Regions from separate parts of the Sus scrofa genome. Here region 2 is linked to region 1. Evidence: chromatin contacts called from public HiChIP or PLAC-seq data. All regions are on one chromosome and are shown on one strand. The core of a region is the stretch at or near the end of the contact, and the rest is flanking DNA. Distances in the headings are between cores, read along the strand shown.

The links. HiChIP or PLAC-seq counts read pairs in DNA pulled down with a chosen protein or histone mark.
Region 2: a contact with region 1 is called in an H3K27ac HiChIP or PLAC-seq map of skeletal muscle. The contact joins the promoter of IRS1 here to the enhancer-like site in region 1. A contact is called at or near these places in 1 of 5 promoter capture datasets (liver), 8 of 47 Hi-C or Micro-C datasets (fetal heart ventricle, fetal liver, heart right ventricle and 3 more) and 2 of 2 datasets of contacts at active chromatin or transcription factors (alveolar macrophages and skeletal muscle).

Annotation. Positions count from the first base shown.
Region 1 is chr15:128,180,888-128,183,587 of Sscrofa11.1, forward strand. All of the region lies in intron 2 of LOC102164493 (a long non-coding RNA gene), which reads right to left. Among named protein-coding and RNA genes, the nearest start is that of IRS1, 130 kb to the right of the region's middle. Within about 2 kb of position 1,269, at least 2 of the 83 cell types and tissues checked have an H3K27ac peak or open chromatin away from gene starts, as enhancers often do. A contact at or near this core is called in skeletal muscle, where this site is marked.
Region 2 is chr15:128,305,875-128,308,574 of Sscrofa11.1, forward strand. IRS1 (insulin receptor substrate 1) reads right to left here and starts at 1,410. Exons shown (of 2, transcript NM_001244489.1): 1 at 1-1,410. The coding sequence starts at 1,410.

The DNA of each region.
Region 1 (2,700 bases), core at 19-2,518:
GATTGAAAGTCCTAAGAGTCCCTGATTGGCAGCTTCTGACCCTCTTAAAGTCTCACTTTAGCTAAAGCATGATATTTATAGGACAGAGTGAGGAGCTCCTGATGTGGCACAGTGGGCTCGGCGGCGTCTCTGAAGCACCACGGCAAATTTCAATCCCCAACCGGACACAGTGGGTTAAGGATCCCGCATTGCCCCAGCTGTGGTATAGGGTGCAAATGTGGCTCGGATCTGATCCCTGGCCCAGGAACTCCATATGCCGCAGGGTAGCCAAAAAAAAAAAAAAAAAAAAAAGACAGAATGAAACAATTAACCACTGCATGCCTCATTAAAGCAGGGAGGGAGGGATTTGGGCCATCAAAAATGCAACTGTGCCCTGGGAAACATGACTAAAACAAAATTTGACCTATTAATTCCTAAGCTTTACTTCCATTTTAATTCGTAAGGGCTTACTGGGAGAAGGAAAAGTAAACTATAGGAAATGATCAATACCATTTTGTAATTTATCTATACTCTGTACAGGAGATTAACAAATAAACACAATAGGCACTGGGAGTGCAAATCAACTGCTTTGTGAGCCAGTGGGTTATTGATTACATCTGCCATTTTGTCAGCTGCTAACTCCATCAGCCCATCACTTAAATTACTGATTTAATGCATTCGGGGGTGCGCAAGAGCCTCTGTAGAATGGCTAATTGTGCCAACCAAGCAATGCTTAATTTAACTCAAAAATGAGAGAAAAATTTTAGAGGTTAGAAAATTATTGCCTCTGTATACTCTTTGACTCCCAATGTTTGTGTAGATATTTGCTTCTCCTTCTGTCTCTCATTTTTTTTCTTCTTTTTTCTTTCTTACTATCTGTGGTGAGACATCATCTCATGGGTGTTACTAAAAACCAAAGAGCTTATTCACCCTCCGCTCAAAGTAAGGATAACTTTTCTATCATTTCATCACCTTTCCTGGGACTTACTTAAGAGGTAATGATCCAGTCAATTTACCATTTTGTAGAATTCATTCCATGGATTCTCCTTAGAATCAAAGGCAGAAATTGACTCCCGTTGTCAACGCAGGGTGTTCATAACTCAAGACCAACAGGAAGCCCAGTGAAATCTTGGAGAAGAGGGAGTAGATAAGGAAGGGGATTAGATGCCAAGAAATAAAGCCCTTTTCATGGTAAGAGAATTCTAGCAACCACAAACCGATAAGGAAAGCCCTGGGGCTGCCTTCCCTAAGAGATGCCAACAGGGAAAGCTGATTCTAAATCTAGAGGAAGCGGCTGCCTGCCAGGGAATGCAGAGGCCACGTGGAATGGCAGAGCAGCAGTGTGGGGTGGTGGAAGCACTGAAACCCCTAAGTCAGAATGCTAGCGTTTCATCCTGGATTCCCTGCACCAGCCAGGTGGTCCTGTGCCCTTGAATTCATCTCCCTGAGTCTTCGTTGTCTCATCTGTACAATGTGGATGATAAAAATCCACTCCAGGGAATTGGTCTCAGGTTCCTATGAAATCAAGTAGTAGCAGCCCTTTGCACAGTGGAATGTGGTTTATAAATGTTAATATTAGCTCTTATTATTGTTTGCTGGACCTGTGGCTGCAACCTTGCCCAGAAACACTAGGCAGATCTCTCCTTCAGTGTAGCATGATCTAGAGGGCGTCAAGGAAAATCACAGAAAAAGAGTCTTTATCCCTGATTAATGAGAAAAAGTAATCACATCTCCAGACAACACAGATAGAGCTCCAGCACATTTCTCTATATTCCACCCTCTCCAGTTCCTCTTCTGGGAACTATTTTCCTTTTACTTTCTTCCCAGCTCTATTTATTCTCCTGGACTCAAAACCTGATCCCAGAAAAGAACACTCGCAAACCCATTGTATTAGTTACATTAGCTGTTTTAAATCTAAGGGTTTTAACACAGAACGTATGTCTTACTTCTCTGGAAGTCTTGATAAGGATTGGATGATCCTTGGACTGGACAGTGTCATGAAACACTCAAGTTCTTTCTATCTCTCTTTTCTGCTCAATGCAGTGTCAGCTCCATCTGAATGTTTTCCCCTGAGGTTATAGGATGGCTACATGAATCAGTTAGGGCCCTATGCTTCCATGTTTGCATCCAATGAGGGGCAATGAGGGATGCAGAGAAAGATGCTCTCCCCAGCCCTTGAATCAAAAGACTTCTTTTCTCTCTGTTTGGAAGGGCATATGCCATTTACCCCTGAGCTGTCATTCACAGAATGCTGCAATCTGAGTTTCTGAACCAAGTGCTGATCAGAGGGAAAAGATTGCCCTGATTGTCTGAGACACATCAGTCTCCCTGCCTCCCTGGAGCTGGCTTAACGCCACCCGAGTCCCCATTGCTGCTACACACCAGGGAGACAGTGGAATGGACACAACATTCAGCATGATGAGACTTCTTGTGTTATTCTCCCAGAGATACCATTTTATCCAAGGAGGAAAGAGACAAAGGAGTGACTCTCTAAGATTTTAGCCTTCAGAAGCCGAAGTAGGGAAGGCTCCCTTAGTGACTCTGAAGACATGGCCTAGAAATGACAGGCAGGATTTGAGAAGCAGGGAACTTCTCAAAGTCAGTGTGAGAGAAGGAAGCATCCCAGAGGGCAGGTCAATCCAGGAGGAGTTTTACCTAAGGAACTGTTACTGAACATGCCCAGCCCAGAAGCACGATGGCTTGGGGGTGGCCGTAAGGGGG
Region 2 (2,700 bases), core at 160-2,659, 130 kb after region 1:
GCCCCCCATGCAGATGTAGTTGCTCAGCTCCTCCTCACCGCGGGCGGGCGGGGTGTGGCCCAGGGAATCCGGCGTGACACTGCGGAAGGAACTTCGGAAATCACAGGGGCTAGAGCCATACTCATCGGAAGAGATGAAACCGCCGTCACTGGGGGACCCGGACACAGAAGCACTAGACCGCCGCGGGAAGAGACAGTCCGAGGTGGAGCCATGGCCGCTGGTGCTGCTGGACGACAGGCTGACCGGGCTGGTGGCGGAGGGTGAGCAGCGAGAGGAAGGCATGGGAATAGAGCGGCTGTGGTTAAGAGGCGGGTGCAGCCGGGAGCTGCCTCGATGCCGGTGGGCGTGAGTCCTGTTGGTGCTAGGGCTCACAGGACTGCCGTCCACAGAGGCGGGGCGAGACATGGTGCCTTCCCCATCACTGGACGCACGGACGCGGAAGGAGCCCTGCTTCCCGCCCACCAAGCTGGCCGGGGAGGTGGCAGTGATGCTCTCTGTGCGTGAGCGGCGGGTCAGCCCCACCTGGCTGGGCGGAGGGTTGTTGAGGTGGTGCCTGCGCAGAGGTACACTGATGGGGTTGGAGCAGTTAGAGGAGGACTGGCTCTTGCTTCGAGGGCGGAACTCATCGCTCATGGCCCGCATGGCCTCCAGGATTGTCTCATGCATATTCTGGGCCACCACAGAATCATCCACCTGCATCCAAAACTCCCCGGGTCCCGTCACTGCAGAACGGCCCACTTCGATGAAGAAGAAGTTCTCTGAGTGGCCACAGCGCCTGATGTTCATCAGCTGCAGCACCACAGCCGCCGCCTCCGAGTTCAGCTTCACGAAACTGATGGTCTTGCTGGTCAGGCAGAGGCGGTAGATGCCAATCAGGTTCTTTGTCTGACCCAGGCCTTTGGGTTTCAGGATCACCTGCCAAACCTCCTTGAAGGCGGGTCCTGGGGGCACGTCTCCGTAGCTCAAGTCCTCCCCAGCCTCGCCGAGGCCAGAGCTGCCACTGCAGCTGCCCCCACCGCCTCCCGCCCCGGGGCCTGCGGCCCCGTCGTGGTGGCCCTTGGCACGGTTGTGCAGCTGCAGGAGGGCCTGGTACCAGCTGTCCTGTTCGGCCTCGCTGTCCGCCGCGATGGCAAAGTGCTCGTCCCGGGTGTAGAGGGCCACCAGGTGCTTGTTCTTGGAATCCGCCCGCTTGTTGATGTTGAAGCAGCTCTCCAGGGGGATCGAGCGTTTGGGGGCGCTCGACTTGTGCCGCCACTTCTTCTCGTTCTCGTAGTACTCGAGGCGCGCGGGGCCCCCAGCCTCGCTGGCCGCCCGCAGCACGAAAAAGCGCTTGTGCATGCTCTTGGGTTTGCGCAGGTAGCCCACCTTGCGCACGTCCGAGAAGCCATCCGTCTCGGGAGGGCTCGCCATGCTGCCGCCGCCACCGCCGCCGAGGAGAGGGAGGCGCCGAAAAACAACCGGGTGGGGGGCGGAGGCTCCTCGCCGCGGCCCCGCACATGCAAACAGGGCTGGAGGCGGCAGAAACCCCGACTCCGAAATCCACGCCGCCCTCCGCGCCGGGGAGGGGCAGCCGAGGGAGGACGCAGCAGCTGCGCCAAGGAGATAGCCCCGACCGGAGTTTACTGGCGTTTCATGCCCTGGGGGGAGGCAGCGCGTCCGGCGTGAGTGCAGCCCGGATCCTCGGGGAGCCAAATCTCTTCTCAGCCGCCGCGGCTGGGAAGGAGAGAAGATGCATCGCTCGCCGCCAGGGCTGGAGTCCGGCGCGCAGGCGGCGGCGGCCGGGGGTCCCCGCGTTGCCCCTCCAGGCACGCGCGCCTTCCCTCCTGAGTTCCCCTCTGGAAGTAGCGATTCCCGAGGCAAATTAAATATCCTTGGGCAGGGGGAGGCGAGCTGCCAAGTCCCAACGTTGCACGGGGTTCTCCCTCCTCCTTCTCCTTCGCCTCCTCCTCCGCCTCCTCCCACCCCCCAACCGTCCCCGCCGCCACCAGCCGCCCAAATACCAGCTCAGTCGCAGAGACCGCGGCGCTGCGGCTGTTGCTGCTGCTGCTGCCGCCGCCCGCGGACGCGTCCTCTGCAGCCCCCATTCGGGCCCATCTCCACAGGCGAAGAAAGTGGCTTTTCCACGCAAAACGCTACTGGGGAGCTGGGGACGCGCCGGAGGGACAGGCTCATCCCTGCCCCTCGCTCCAGTCGGCAGGGGAGGAGGGGAGGGGACGAGGGCGGGAGGCAAGGGGGGAGGTTGGGGAAGGAGTCGGGGAAGACGCCTCTTCCCCGGGAGGCGCTGCTGCAGCAGTTACTTCTCCCCGCCTCCCTCCTCCTCGGAGAGTTGCCGAGAGCCCCAACCAAAACAAGCAGCGGCGTCTGGCTCTGCGCGTCGGCCCCCTCCGACCGCGCCGCCGTCTCACTCAGGAGAGAAACACGTGATGGAGCCTCCGCGCTCCGCAGCCCGGCTGCCGCCGCCGCCGCCGGGAGGCTCCCGCCTGGGTCTCTACATTCCCGGTTGAGCCCGCCCCGCGCCCGCCCCTCTCCGCCCCCCGGTCGTGCCGCAGAGGCGCCCGCGCCGGCTTCAGCGCTGCGCTCGGGCAGCGCCCCTGCGCGGCCGCCCGCCCTGGCGCAGAGCCTTCCTCCCCGAGCGCCACCCAGGGTGCCCCCGGCCCGCAGGAATCCCCGCCGCGGGCGCGGGCGGGGGTGTTTGGGTGG